Regions from separate parts of the Gasterosteus aculeatus genome. Here region 1 is linked to region 2. Evidence: chromatin contacts called from public Hi-C data. All regions are on one chromosome and are shown on one strand. Each heading gives the region's core, a stretch centred on a gene start, on an enhancer-like site or on the middle of the called end of the contact. The rest is flanking DNA. Distances are from core to core; before and after follow the strand shown. Region 1 overlaps robo2 (roundabout, axon guidance receptor, homolog 2 (Drosophila)). Region 2 overlaps robo1 (roundabout, axon guidance receptor, homolog 1 (Drosophila)).

Evidence for each region. A called contact is a pair of places that touch in the nucleus more often than the background predicts.
Region 1: a Hi-C map of liver shows a contact between it and region 2, with 2.0 times the contacts expected there. The contact joins two enhancer-like sites. A contact is called at or near these places in 3 of 6 Hi-C or Micro-C datasets (liver and skeletal muscle).

The regions. Positions count from the first base shown.
Region 1 is chr1:13,885,427-13,892,746 of fGasAcu3.hap1.1, reverse strand. The region is part of intron 2 of robo2 (roundabout, axon guidance receptor, homolog 2 (Drosophila)); the gene reads left to right. Among protein-coding and RNA genes, the nearest start is that of robo2, 160 kb to the left of the region's middle. Within about 2 kb of position 4,041, at least 1 of the 9 cell types and tissues checked has open chromatin away from gene starts, as enhancers often do. A contact at or near this core is called in liver, where this site is marked.
Region 2 is chr1:13,781,129-13,788,556 of fGasAcu3.hap1.1, reverse strand. robo1 (roundabout, axon guidance receptor, homolog 1 (Drosophila)) reads right to left here. Exons shown (of 31, transcript XM_078098242.1): 18 at 6,547-6,718; 19 at 4,507-4,707; 20 at 2,260-2,286; 21 at 865-907. Among protein-coding and RNA genes, the nearest start is that of robo1, 190 kb to the right of the region's middle. Within about 2 kb of position 1,761, at least 4 of the 9 cell types and tissues checked have open chromatin away from gene starts, as enhancers often do. A contact at or near this core is called in liver, where this site is marked.

The sequences.
Region 1 (7,320 bases), core at 2,792-5,291, 100 kb before region 2:
AGCAGTTGATGCTAGTGTGGAGCAAAGGAATAAAAGTAGGAAGACTGAATAAAATTAATCATCACTTGGGAAAAGGTATTAGTCTGATTGAAAGAGCTGTAAAGAGAATAAAGGGGAGGGTGGGGGGGGGCATTAGGGAGTGACATAATCTCAGAGGCGTAAAGGTGAAGATTTGGTAAAAGAAGGTATTAATGCCGGCTAGCAGATGGAGCGTTTTCAAGGGAATGTTAAATAGTCACGCTGAGTCGAAAGAGAGAGAACTGGCTTCTGCTTTGTCTTATCCCATGCCTTCAAAGTGTCATTTTTTTCCCCTGCTGTCTTTCTAGTGGTGGGTCGTGGGTGTTAGGGGGGGGGGGATTATGAGTTTTCCTAGGCGGACCAGGGTTGAGATGAATGGTTGTCCTTTTGGATTCAATATGGTCATTATCATTCCCACATGGTGCGGGCAGATAAAGCCCCCAAAGCCTTTTTGATTCACATGGGTTTGTTGTCCATCTCATTTTTCCTTTGTTTTCCGAGAAAGCACGCTACTACTTTATAGCTCCTCCTCGGGCATGGAGAAGCCTGTCAGCGCCCTATTGGTTACTTTCGCATACATCATTTTTACTGCGCAGTCAGATAAAATATAAATGAATGAAACATTAGCAGTTTACACTCCAACTGCTCAAAAGAGTAAAGCAAAACAATGGTGATTTAGAAAATTGGTATCATATGAGCATCCATTTATCATTTATCAAACCAAACGTTCTATTTTTTTGCTTTGTTTTTAGTGGCTTTATAAAAGCATAATCGTCTTCCACAAAGAAAGGAAAAAATATTAATTTGTGGTCAGTCCTTTGCCAAGCATTATTATTTGTCATCTATGGTGAGACGCAACAATGACTGTGTTTCCATCTGTTGCCTTGGTAGCAAATAACAGTGTTTAAAACCATTTCTCACATGGATTACCTTAATGGCTATCTCTGTCCCATTCTTCTCCAATCAGAGGCCCGTGTGATTAGCCATGTCAGTCACTGGTGAAAACCCCTCATACGCAGTTTTCTGTCTGAATAGACAGTGAGGGGGGGGGCTTTCCAATGGCACACCGGCGCCTTTCATATACACATCCTTTTTTTTGTAGTGTCACTTCAATATTGTAGCACGGGGAAACACGCTGACATTCCACATGATTATTTTCACTCTTTGTGTTGTCCATTAAGACTTTCAAACATTTTCCGCCAACATTATTAGTACGCAGATTATCTTGGATGGAAATAGGCCCTAACTGACAAGGAGACAAAATGTCCCACAGTGATCAGCTCACTGGTAAATGCAGTTTGTTTGGAATCTTTCTCTTCATTACATGCATGTAATGTGACAGCTAGTGATGGCTATCCGGCTATGCGTGCATGTGTGCATGTCCATTCATGCATGGTAATTCCTGTCTATGTATTTGTTCATGTTGACCGTTCAGAAGCACACATAGTCCACTATATAATGCACTTTGTTCTGGCCTTCTGCTTGTACCCTAACCTCTTCCTTTGTGGCGCTCATGTTTGCTCAGCAGTGGACACGGGCCTCAGCTAAGAGCATCTGGGGTGCTATGATTAAGTATTAATTCAGGCATGTGATCAATTTCCCTCAAGCTGCTGCAAAATAACTGAACACAGAGGGCAAACCCTGACTCGGATTAGTGTTCAACAAGAGCTCCTCTTTTTACTCTGGGCGCAATGTACGATATTCACAGCTGAGCCAACCAGACAGACCACACACAAACAAAGAATTGTCCTACTTTGTGTCATCATCCTTTTATACTCTCTCTCCAACCTCAAGCCTCAAAACGTAGGCCAGAAGTGTAACACAATTCGTAGTGTTTTTTTCCCCGTCATCTGTAGTTTTTAGTTTTAATCGTATAATCTCACATTAGCGTTCCCTTTCCGAGCGCCGCAAACGCGCCGTTTCTCCGACACGGGTCCCTTTGTCTCTCCCCCCCTGTAGATCACTTGATCTCTGACCGCTGCTCAGGATGGATTGACACTCATGCCACTCAGTCAGGGGAGAGGCCTCCCCACCCAACCTCTGACTCCGTAGGTCACCAATTAGGCTGCGTGTCCGTCATCCAACCAGCCACCCACAACCCCCCTTTTCCTGTAGATGATACCCCGCCGCACAGGAGGCCATATTGGTCCTGTCCATTTATCTTCATCAGGCTCGATCACAGTGGAGGCCCCGGAGGGCCCCCCCCTAGCCGCATATCTGGTCATGTCTCACTCACTGCCTCTAACTTTTCCTGAGAGGGCATTGAGTATTCTCTATCAACCCTCACCTTCAGAAGCATCTGATGGCAGGTGCACTGGCAGCCTATTACGCTGAAGCAGTTTAGTTTTCAGCATGATAATGAAGGGGGAGAATGGGGGTGGGTGCAAGCAGAGGACAGACCACTGGATAGTGATGGTTTCGGAGGGGCCGGGGTGCACTGGAGCGTGTACAGTAAGGCTTTGCAGGCCAGTATATTTTTTCTGGAATTGGAGGGTGTGAAACGCAACTGAAATGGCAGGCAGAGGCCAGTTAATGGGCCTGTCAAGACAGCCAACCTCGCCTTGAGTTTACTGTTTTAGTATCATTTTCTGTGTGTGTGCGTGCGTGGTATAGATGTCTGTGCACACAAGTGCGCAAGGGCCTGCTCCCTCATCACTCACGCTGAATGGTCGTCAGCCAGCAGTGAAATTAGACTGTTTCTCCCTCAGTGGTGGACTGTCACCAGTGAGATGGAAGGAGGGTGAGTGGTCTGGTCCCAAGGCACTTTTAGTGGGGGCCCATTTTGAAGCGTTTAAAGTTTGACACCTACTGACGTCCTGTCAGAAGCACAATGACCTACAAAGGGCCGTACTCTCCATCAGAAAGGTAAAGCCACAGCACAGGACCACGTACTCAAAGTCATCCCTCTATTAAATCAAGCAAGCAGTGGCTCTGTGTTTTATCTAAACGCCTCTATTTGGCACCAACTCAAAGACCAGCTGCTCGGATTCCAGTAAACCAATCCATTAGATTGCCTCACACAGTGAGGACAATACTTTTTGTTACAACCATCTCTTTAGAGCAAGGCTTTAGTCATATTCATCAGCCAAGGGCCGACTCAATCCACTCAAAGTATTTACTGTATTCAACAAAATAGAAACTGATTTGGGTTTTGCTATAATTTTGGATAAAGCTTTAGATAAACATCTGGTTCTGCCAACAAGGCTTTGTATTGCTACATCCGTAGGTTTTGCAGATGTAATTAGGAAGGGTTATGCCTGCGTGTGCATGGGTTTGCACAAAGGTTCATTTCAAGACCGCCCTCTCTCTTTCTAAGCTTGTGATTAGAAGGTTAGGTAATTACTTTACAGATAATCTTCATAGGTTTTTTTTCTTTCTTACACACAATACAAGTTTGTTTTCCTTCTCTAATACCACTACTCCTCCCGCCTGCTGCCTTTACTGTTGGTTTACTTATTTATTACCATGCTTCTTATTTATACGGTCTGGTTTAATATTAGTCTGTCTCTCCTTTATCCTTTTTTTTAAAATCTGGCTAGTTTTTTTGTTTGGGTGCTCTTAAGATACGTTAAAATAAGTGTCCAGGTGCTTGTCCAGGCATTTGTCCACAACCGATCTGCTTACTCACACTATACTTTACTATATATTTTTTTCTGTTCATTTACACACTTATTGGATTCTACAGCTCCCATTCTCAGCCCATTCTGTGATCCTCTTGTTTATACAAGGGCTGGATGTCCTTGCAGATTTAGACACTTTAATTTGCGGTTGCCCATAAATGCTGTGTTGATTCACGGGTGGTAATTTAGCTCGTGGCCACGCGAGGAGTGGACGGGCCCTGGTTGCTGCTCATTAATAGCGGGGCTATAGGACAGAGAGAGGAGGTGGGGAGCCTTCAAGGCCCCATTGATTCACCGTCTCCATGCTGCATACTGATTCTAGCAGCCCTGCCACATGTCCTAGTTCAACAACCCCAGTGGCAAGAGGAAGATTGAGCAGGGGAAAAAAAGTCCGGGGACAGATTACGGTCACTACTGATAGCCACACTGTTTCCCCACTCCTGTTACACCGCCCCTCTCTAGAGAGGGGGGCTGCACCACGCAAGCTCCATGTTTTCGTCTCTTTAAGTTTTCACTCGCTGTCAATGAGTCTTAGTCCTGTCGGAGTCGTGTTTGGACAGAGGGCTTAAGAACAAAGAGATGTGTTTAGATGGTGTCTCCACCATGTCGCATGTAATGCCTCCATCGTGTGATATGTTGGTGGTACGTGTGTAGAGTGAGACCTGATGAAGACTTATGGCTCATTAGCTTCCACTAAATCACTGCTGATGTGTGGTGAAAACAGTCATGACCCGTATGGCCCTCCCAGACACCCAGGGGCTGGCAACCAAACTCTAAGGGGGTAAAGGTCAACTAAAGCAGCCAACAGAGCAGGAGTCACACCTGACCTCACCCCGCAGTAACTTTAGAGGCAAAGATTGGCTGCTAATCTGTCGCTTCATACCAGTGCACACACACATATAGAAGGTCAAGAAGATAAGAGGAGGCTAATAGTGAAATGCTGCTGAGGATAGCGGGAGGTCCCGTTTGGATTCTGACAAGGATAGAGATTGAGAAAAAGACATCTCAATGTCCCTCTGACGTGTGTGAGGTAAATGGACTTCACTTCTGTGGAAGCCACATTACCACACACGTGACGTCCCATACTAACTTTACACAACGGTAAAGGCACCAACAAAGGAAATAATATTGGATTTTGGGGATGAAATGGTTGGTTTGCCTATTCAAAAGCAAAAACTTGGACCAGAAAGCACAACAGCAGACACGTTACTTGATTAATTGGGCCTATGCAACATGTGCATATGTTTGTTTTAGAGGCCCCCTTTCTTCAACAAAGGGCCTGGTGATGCCAGTCTTGATTCACCCCTGTGCTCTTGTATGGTGGCTATGTGTCTGGCTAGCCTACGTGTCGGGGTTGCTGGGGCCCTCTCTCCTCCCCAGGGAATCTCCTTCCACCCTCTCACTTCATCCTCCTGCTGGTGCCGCCTTGTGGGACAGGAGGCAACCTGATCCCAGATTGAGCCACTCTGGCTTGGCCCCGTTCCATTCTCCCAACAAAGCTAATTACATCTCAAATGGTAATAGATGAGGCCTCGTTAGCAGCTCTCACTCCCTTGAAAGATTCACAAACATACATCAGAAGGGCCACTGATCGGTCTCAGCTCCCTCCTTCAAAGGCTGGACTTCACAGGGTGCTTGGGGCCCGGTTGGCTAATTACTCCTGCAGTTCCACACTGCTGCCCCGTACGCAGCCTGCACCGCGCAGACAGCTTTTATCGCATCGCCGGCGCCGCTCTCAGACAGGCCTGCTCTCAAACCCGTGCCAAACTACACATGCGTGTTAAATATATAATTCAATGATCAGATTAGCTGTACTGTACTTCTATTTCTCTCAGCTGCCATTTCGATGACATTGCAGGAGTCAGTTCTCTCATTGTAACTTTTGGAAACCCCTGCATGTTTAATAGAAAAGAATACGATGCTGTTGAAGTTCTTGAGGAAAAAATACTTCCCCTAATGAAATTAACCTCATTACGGCTTGAAATTTCTTACGAGATTAATACTACAGAGCATGTCATTTTCTGTGCTCAGTATTAGGAATGCAATTTTATTCGCCAGAGATTCACTTAATGCGATGAAAATAGATCTAAATTTCCAACTGCGGATCTGGGAAAGTACACACATGTGCACGTACAAAACATGTGTGTACTCGTATGAATAAATGCTTGCTTTATGATTTTCTTTGCTATTTTAACATTTTTTTCTATTACTTTTCCAAATACGTTTAGCCTTTTCCTGTTGAAAGCGCCGGGGCCAAATGCCGCACCACCGTGAAGAAAAGCTGCTCTTGTTAAGCCTATGAGCATATGAGATATTGACTGGTATATACCTCTATCGGGATCTTTATTGGTTCAGAGCTCATGCTGGGCCCTCTTCATTGTTTAAGTGATTTAATTCCACAGAATCCCATTAGATTTCATTATCATTTGTGTTTTTCATTCGCTGGCTGTTGTGAGGGAGATGGAGTCAACAAGAAGATTAGACTGCTCTAATTGTGGTGTGGTTTACAGTGAGCCTGTTTGCCTGCATCGATCCACTGTGAGAAATAATAATACAATGGAAGTATAGCGATGCAGGGAAGGAAGAGGCGGCAAGCTAGCAGGCCTCGTTACTGAAGGAATGATGTATTGATCGCGTCTGACAGGGTGCTGTGGGCCGATCAATTCTGATGGGCAATGGGAGCCTGTTAAGAGATTCTCCTGGGTCGTCAGGGTCACTCACACAACAGGCAATGGGAGAGGAATGAACCCATCAAGGAAACAGGGTAGAGGCAAAGACAGATGTATGCATGAATATATTCAAGACGAAGCGAAGGGGTCATGTAGAAAATAATCGATCAAGGTATCATGAGGTTTAGGTGGTTGTTCGTTGTGTATGAACCAAACATTCATTCATGGCACTCTTCACTTTTTCCATAATAGTGTGGGAAAACAAACCGGAATGCAAATTAGTGGACCTGAGCAGTGTTGGCATGTGTGCCAAGCTTGAGTCTTTGCATTGTGTTTGAGGAATTTTAGCTAGAGCTGATGAATCAAAATCAAGGTGTAAAGAAAACTTATATTTTAGATAATGAGGAAAAAACTAAAGTAGGAAAGAAAAAGAAAGACCTAATGATGCTCGAGAGGTGCGCTATCATCCATCTCCTCTGTCCAGAATCTCTTCAGGATGCCTGTCTCCATTTCCCCTGGAGTACACTACGCCTGGCCTGACCCGAGCTAATTGATAGCCTGTACGTTCATTTACGTCAGACACAAGTGGCCGCTATTAATGACGGCGGAATTTGCTGGTCTGACAGCGCAGCGAGGGCTCACGGGAGAGTGATCTACAGCTTGAGGCAGATGCTGGAGGGGTGTAGAGTAGAGTGTCCATCACATTTCAAATCCATTTTCACAGTAAAACCACCTCTGTAAATTGGTCCAGCCGCCCTTTTTTTGGCATGTAGACTAGAAACGCAAGCAAAGTTTTCCTCCTCAATTGCTTGTATAAAACTGATAAGAGGATAATGATGAAGCGAAGCCCGGAGGGTCATTCGACAGTGACGAACAGTGGTGAAGCTTAAGATTGGGTTTATTTGTGCTTTATCAGCTCTATCGACGGGTCCGTCCACACTCGCAAGCCATTTGCGTTTAGCTCCCATAATTGCAGGAATTAATAGCACACACATTTACAAAGTATTTTCAGC
Region 2 (7,428 bases), core at 512-3,011:
CGAGTTACGCTTCCTCGTTCCCTCTCAAATGACTCATTTCTTGGGATTCATTTTGGGTAATGAACACATTTGTCTTGCACAGCCAAATGCAATTTCACAATAGCTCCTCAATCACCCCGGCAGTTGTATGTTGATATTGAATGGCCATTGTCTTTGTGCAGAGCTGACACGGCCATGCTGCATGTGGGATTCAATCATAGAACTGGATAACATAATGGACATGGATTTACTGCTGATGGCTCCGAGCTAACTATTTATCCACACATAAACATGCAAACTCATGTACACTTACAGTCAGTGCGGTGTCAATTATATTCTCTCAGTATTCACAATTTAATACATATTCCCTCTTCTTGTCTTCATACTCAATTTTCACTATTTTCTTGCTGTATGTAAACATGCCAAATGCAGTCACAAGTCACAAATGAGTGCAGTGTTTGCCATGCGCACAGTCGCTGTTTTTGCACAATGCACCATTCCACAACATTGAAAAGGTGTGCCCTCTCTGCTGTGTGTGTGCACGTGTCTCCGTTCACGTTTTAGGGCGAGTCTACGGCGCAGCCTTGTGGTTGGATGTGGCTCTCCACCATGTAGGATGGAGATGGGCTCCTGGCAGACTACGTCCGGCTTTGTTCCAGTTATCATAACATATTTGATGTACCTCCTTACCCCTCCTTAGCTCTCTGCTGCGTAAGAAGGTCTCAGCACTCCCCCTAGTGGTCTTTGAAAAAAAGTTCACTTGCCAAACGCTACTCGTACGTTTTGGGAGTTTTAGTGATGTGATCACTAGTATTCATTCATTTCCCAAAATGTGATACTAAAAATATTTTTAAAAACCATTCATGAAAACAATATAACTCTTACCTTCCAGCGCTGCTTACAACTTCTCCTCCTCTCTGATATGCAACTAAAAAGAGAGAAAATAAGTTAATAAACATGATTTAACACTTATATTATTGTCACCACATATTTTCTTTTGGCTACTATGTTATTAATTTGGTTTTGAATGGATTTGTTTTGTGAGCAATGATAGGAATGCTATGTCTTAACAAGTGTGAGATATTGTATCAGTTCAAATGTGCATGTGAGTGAATGTGTGTGGCATCATTTCGGCTGAGTCACACACGCGGCAACAGCAACAGCAGGAGGAAGAGGAGGAGGATATAAGAGGCTTACGAAGAACAGAAATGCAGAGCTCTTTGGCTGTCTGGCTCGAGTTCAGCATGTTTGAAGCTCTGCACACTGAAAGTTGGACTCTTTCAAGGCGCTCTAAGCTGCCCGTGTGTGAAGGAGAGATAAACCTCCAACTTTAATTACAATCTCCTCCCTGAGAGGAGAGGAGGTGGAAGAGAAGGAGGTCGGCCCTTCAGCTGTCTCGTTTTGAAAACAGGAAGTGTGGCTTTGGCCTCCACACATAGAGTTCTTAGATTAGCTCTCTCCAATGCGAACCAAAGTATCACGATCTAATTCTCGATTGAAATCGTAGCCGAACGCAGTGTGACGTCACGCTTTCACACTGGCTGCCAGCAGCAAGGATTTTCTTCTTTAACAGGCAGAAACCTAAACACAAAAGCTCAGAGTGGGTTTCACCTGACAGATTTGCCACGGATGAAAAAACAAGCTTGCAACTGCAATTATTCTACCTGATTGCAACCCTTCCGGCAATCAGAAACAACGCTGCCACTGTTACATATGAGGTCCGAACAGACCGGATCAGCCAGTGTAACCACGAACCCCAACTGTAATATACAAGTCTCCTGCTCTCACCTTGACTTCCTCTCACCTATTCACTGTTTCACATTCAGCAGAGCACTGAGCACTGCCAACACCCCTGACACACCTCTAGCGAACAAATAACTTCAGGTGGATGAAAGTCAACGAGTGGAAGAAAAAGGAGGAATGTAACCACACATTTGCAGAGAGAGAGAGAGAGAGAGACACACACAAAGAGCTTTTCTTATATCTGTTTCTCCCTGTGTGACTTTAATTCAAAGATAACCTCCTTAGCTCCGCTACTGCTTGCCTATCTAATTGGTATGTTGGCGTGCTGGTGGTGTGTCATTCTCTTAAATCACGTCTGAAGTCGCTAGCAGTGCTTTGATCAAGTTAACACTAGTCTTAACAGGCTCTCAGTGGTGTGCAATGCTCTCCGTGAAGCTGCTCCATCACAACAACAACAACACATTACGTGGTGGAAGTGTTGACAAAAGTAGACGACCCATTTTGTATTTAAAGTAAAATAAGGAGGAAAGTGCTTACCTGTTGGTGTGAAAGTAAAGGATGGCACTGTAATGACAGAAGCAAACAAATCATTGATTAGCTGTTCATCAGTACTGTCTGGGCCCCTAGGACTTCATTTATAGGCCTCATCAATGCATAGTAACTTGGCCTGTAGTAACAAGCTACTCGCTGGCCCCTAGTCTTTGATCCCTGTATACTGTATATCTCCTGGCCCCAACTTGGGGATAGTGAGTGTTGAGCCAGCTGCTGGTTCAAATCCCTGGCTCAGACTGTCAGAGACCATCTGGGCAGGGGGTCACCCACCGGGGAGATATCCGTTGCTATCGCGAACACTCGTATCATCACCCACGCAACTCAATTACTCACATTTTAGCTGGGAAGGGGCCCATGTGCAAAAGAGTAAGATACCGTTGGCAGACTTAGCCAAAGTATGCGTTGATGCCACAATGCACCGTGCTGGACATCCAGAACGCTACATAGAAAATGTTCAGTATAGAAATGTTGCTGCCTGTTTCTGACCTACAGAAGGAGACGACTGGGATGAAAAAAACGGTTTCATTTTCTCAAACAGTTTGCTCAAACACCACAGCAGATGCACACATACACATGTCTCAGTTCAGCCAATTTATCCCCAACAAGTGCATATTGTTGCTTCATGTGGTTGCAATTATACTCCTTTCAAAACATTCTCTGTAACCAGTTCCTACAAAGACCACAGCCACAAGGGGAGGAGGGGGGGGGGGGGGGGGGGGGGGGGGGCATGTCTGCCTACTGTGCCCCTGAAGAGCTTTGTGAGTTTATGTGAGTTAACATCAACATATAGAATCACAGAAAGTCAGAGGGGAACCTCAGCCCACAGTCTTCTCTGCCCCCCCCCGCCCCCCGGCCACAGATCAATACTGGCACTCATAAAGTCTTCAAAGGGACTATTCTGCATCAGAGCATTGGTTCTGAATAAGTCGCAGTGGTTAAAAAATACAGGTATTGCCTTTGGAGCTGTTAGCTTGGATAAAGACATCTCAGAAAGCGGCACGACTGCAACACTGAACCAAACAGCAACATTCAACAATTTTTGAATTTTGAAGATATACGGTCCAATTAGGAAAATCCACATGGGTCTTTAAGATGTTCAAGATAATATCTTCACCATACCAACATGTAGAAAGCCACAGCTGTGACCATTAGAACCCCAACATGTAAGGGGAAGAATTGAGAAAGACCACAGAGCTTAAGGAACAGCTTAGTTGAGGTGTCTCTCACTTTCACATGACTCGCAACTCCTACTTTTAGAAAGGCCGCGGTGGATTCACCCATAGACTGTGTTGTCTGTATAACAGCCGCAGACGTCAGTCCATTGTCTGTGTACGTCTCAGGGTTGAAGGGCGGATCTCCTCTAACCCGGGCTGTCAGCAGTAAACCTGAGACCGGGGATAAAGACAGCGCAGGTAGCGCCCACGGGCAGCAGCTGCACAGCCCAAGGCCACACATTAATCCAGCCCACACATAAATGAGACTCAGAAAGAAAGGCTAATAGCTCTCTTTGTACTCTAACCATTGTGGGCAGAGGTGGGGCTTGTCATGAGCCACGTCACTTTAACTCAAGTCAGGTACAAACCACATCTACGTGACACTGTGGCTAATCTACGAGGAAATGCAGCTTGGGGAAGCGATTTTGGGGGGATTTTTATAAACATATCATGAATCTGATTGTTTAATGCTCAACGATTCCGTATACAGAAGATCCCCCTCTGAACAGACAGTGAGCGTACTTCAAGCATGTGTAAATGTCAGCGCACTCTTGACAAAGAGGTATTATGGTAAGACATCCTCTCTTTCCTAGCACAGTCACAGAGGAGTTGCTAAAAGCAGAGTTGTTGGACCTCAAAATGTACTTTACTGAAAAGACTCTTCACAAGCCCTTGCAGAATCAGCGTGACAGACGTATGAAAAAGAAATAAAAAACGTCTTCGTGCAGCACTCTCAGCGGGGGCCTCACATCCCATCCTGAAGCACTCAGTTGGACTTTCAGTGAGACTTCACCTTAGGCTCTCTACACAGACGCCTCTCACTGTGTGACATGCAGTGTGTGAAGTAGGTTTGCAGCATTTGGGATGCAGAAGATGGCGATTGTTTGGAACCAGAAATGATCACAGTCTCACACTAATGGATATTGCATTACATTTACTTACCAAATTTGACAAATAACAAAAACAACTAATCTCTCCCTTAGCCAGCATTGAAGTAGATGTCCACTAATGTACAGACCTTTGCGTATGCCTGCATAGCTGCTGGAGAGGCCATTCCTCTTCTTTCGGTGTCTGTACAACCAGATGCTGAAGACCATGAGGATGATCCAGCAAGCGGCTCCTATGCCGGCTATGAAGGCGGGCTGCTTGACCACGTCTGAGATCTGCTGGGAAAGAGGGTTCTCCTGGATCACCGTCTCTGTCATTTTCCCAGAAGCATCTGAGGATGGGGGACGGAGGAGATGTGAAAACAAGAAACACACAAAATGTGCAGCACGAGCGAGAAGAAGGTTTAGTAATGTGACAAATAAGAGGGGAAGGAATGCAATTTAAAACTTCAACAAAGTAGGAAAAGACAGAAATGGAGTCATTTCAGAAATATGAACATTCTTCCTTCTTCCGATGCACAAAAAGATTTTTCATCTCAGCGGGTGTGAGTGAGGCTGAGTTGTGGAAATGAAGTCGTTCCTCTCTATTATTCAAAAGGCTTTCATCTCAAATCCCAGTCAACAATGGCAGGTGAGCAGAAGAAAGCAACCCAAGACATTCGTACAGAGCCTGATGCCCGATGCAGGCGGATGGCAAAACACAGAGAGGCATAATTTACTCCGATCAACGGTGGATTCATAATCAAATAAATACATCCCCTGAGATTACCCCAAAATACTGTAATTAGCAAACTTTGGCACATCTGTGAAATGCGGGAGGTGTGAATGCCTTGAAGCCGTTTCTACTGTGAAATGCACTCTGATAAAGCACCGTCTGTACAACTCGCTCTCGGTCTGTTTTTCTCATCTGTCTATTCTCTCTGTGCTTCTCCCTCATGTCTGATACATGAAAGACTTCTATGGGTTGCCCCCACCCCCGCCATTCTGAAATTTCTTCATGTTCGTGTTACTTTGTCTTCACCCCTCTCGCTCTAGACTTTAATGTCGTAGCAACTTTTCTCCACCAACTCTCTGAGCCAGAGGCAAAAGCACTTCCTTTAATGAAACCAGCTCTCTTGCCTTTGCACCCTGCACATCTCTCTGTCCGTCTCCGTCAGTCCTCCCACTGCTGCCCTCTCCCTTCTCATTCCTCTGTCTTCCCAATTTGTGGCTCTGCCTGGCCGAGTGGACTTAGCATGCCAATGTGACTAAGCAGCCCACAGGGGAGCGTAAAGGTATCCAGGCGAGGGTGACGCGTACCCGCTCAGAGTGTGACAAATGCATCTGGGTGAAGCGCTGTTCCCCGAGGCACATTGTTCCACTCCAGTGTTGTAACACGGCTACAATCACCACAGGAACTTCTCAAGGTGGAGGAATTTGTATCAGTCACAGCCGATGCTTCCTCGTGCTTATCCGAGCCCACTCAATCACCCATTTTGAACTCTCTCTCTTGCTGCCTCATCCCGCTGTTGTGTTTTGCATCCTTCTCTAGATTCGGGGAATAGAAAGCATCTTAAAATGTTGGTCTGTCTAGAATAAATGACTAAGCTAATTGATAACAATTAAGGCCGTAATAATAGCATGTCAAGTCTGAGCCCAGAGCACGGAATTCGTTATTGCTGTTGCTGCTGAAGGATGGAAACGTTGCATCCTTGACTGGAAAGCAGAGCTGGGTGGGGCTGCTCGCTCAACAGCTGCCACACAGGAATTTAATGTGCCCACGTTAATCACACTGCCGCTGAAGCTTCAAACCATTTCTGTGGTGCTCAATAACTGCAAAAGTTCAAACTCATCCCAGTGTTCCGCAGCAACGTTTGATGACGTCTCAACAACAGCTATAACTGTTGTTTTTAAGCCTCACCTTTGATGAAGGAAGGGAAAACAGGCTTCGACATGTTCATTACTACAAAGAAAGAAATTACATAATCTAAACCGTCTGTTTACTTGGCAGAAAGGGAAATTACTGAAAACTGAACTGTTTTGCAAATGAACTGGATTATTGCCATGATTATTTGTCAGACGTTTGTGTGACATTCTGTGTTAAAAAATCGCCAGAGGGCAAAAACATTGAAATGCTGTAAACAACCTCAAACAAAAAAAAAAGCATTTGACTAAATGTCGTTTCCACCCACCGAGCTGGAAGAAGGTGATATCGCTCTTGACCCCGGGACCGGCCCCGGTGCTGGCTGCTACCTCCACGCTGTAGCGGATCCCTGGGGCCAGACTGGGGATCTGCACGGACAGCGCCGAGCCGTCGACTGTACGGTTGATGTGGTACCTGCTCTCATTCCCCAAGCACCAGATCTGCAATAACAGACGCAAAGAGAAAGTGGAGATTCAGGCAATGTAGAAATCTGCCACCAGTCCTCATAATTGGTTGTTGCTGGTTCTGCAGCATTTCGGCGCGCTGTGGGTATTGTGTTACTTCTCTTAAGTAGTAAAACGTTTTTGCAGAACGGCTCTGTGCTTTACAGGCTGGGTCGGCGTTAGCGGAGGCAGCCATAACATGTCTCCGCGTAGCCGTTAGCCGATGGAAAACAAATGGAGATCAGTAATCACCCCCATAACCCAATTTCAGCAGAAGCTAAGTGCTGTCACTCCCGGGGAAGAGAGGGGGGGCCTTTGGCTGACTCAAACCAGGCCCACAAAGAGAAGCATACATGCAACTCAGCATGAGGCCTGAAGACTCCACGTCCCCGAGCCCCCGACCTTCCGCTTTCCTTACCCCCCACCTCCGCTTTCCAGTTAACCAGGTTAATATACACATATTTCTTGGGTCTGTGCTATAAACGTGTGCATGTGCTAGTGTTTGCACTTCTGTGATGGAACTACAATTCCCTGATATTTTCTATTTATCTTAAAAATTGCCTTCAGTAGAAATGCTGTGAGGGAACGGTGGCCCGGTAATGAGCAAGGAACCCTCTGGAGCTGGACTTAAAAACCATGAAATGACTTTAAAGCCAGACCCCCCCTCCCCCCCGAAAACATTTACCTGGAAAATCAACATCGGCTTA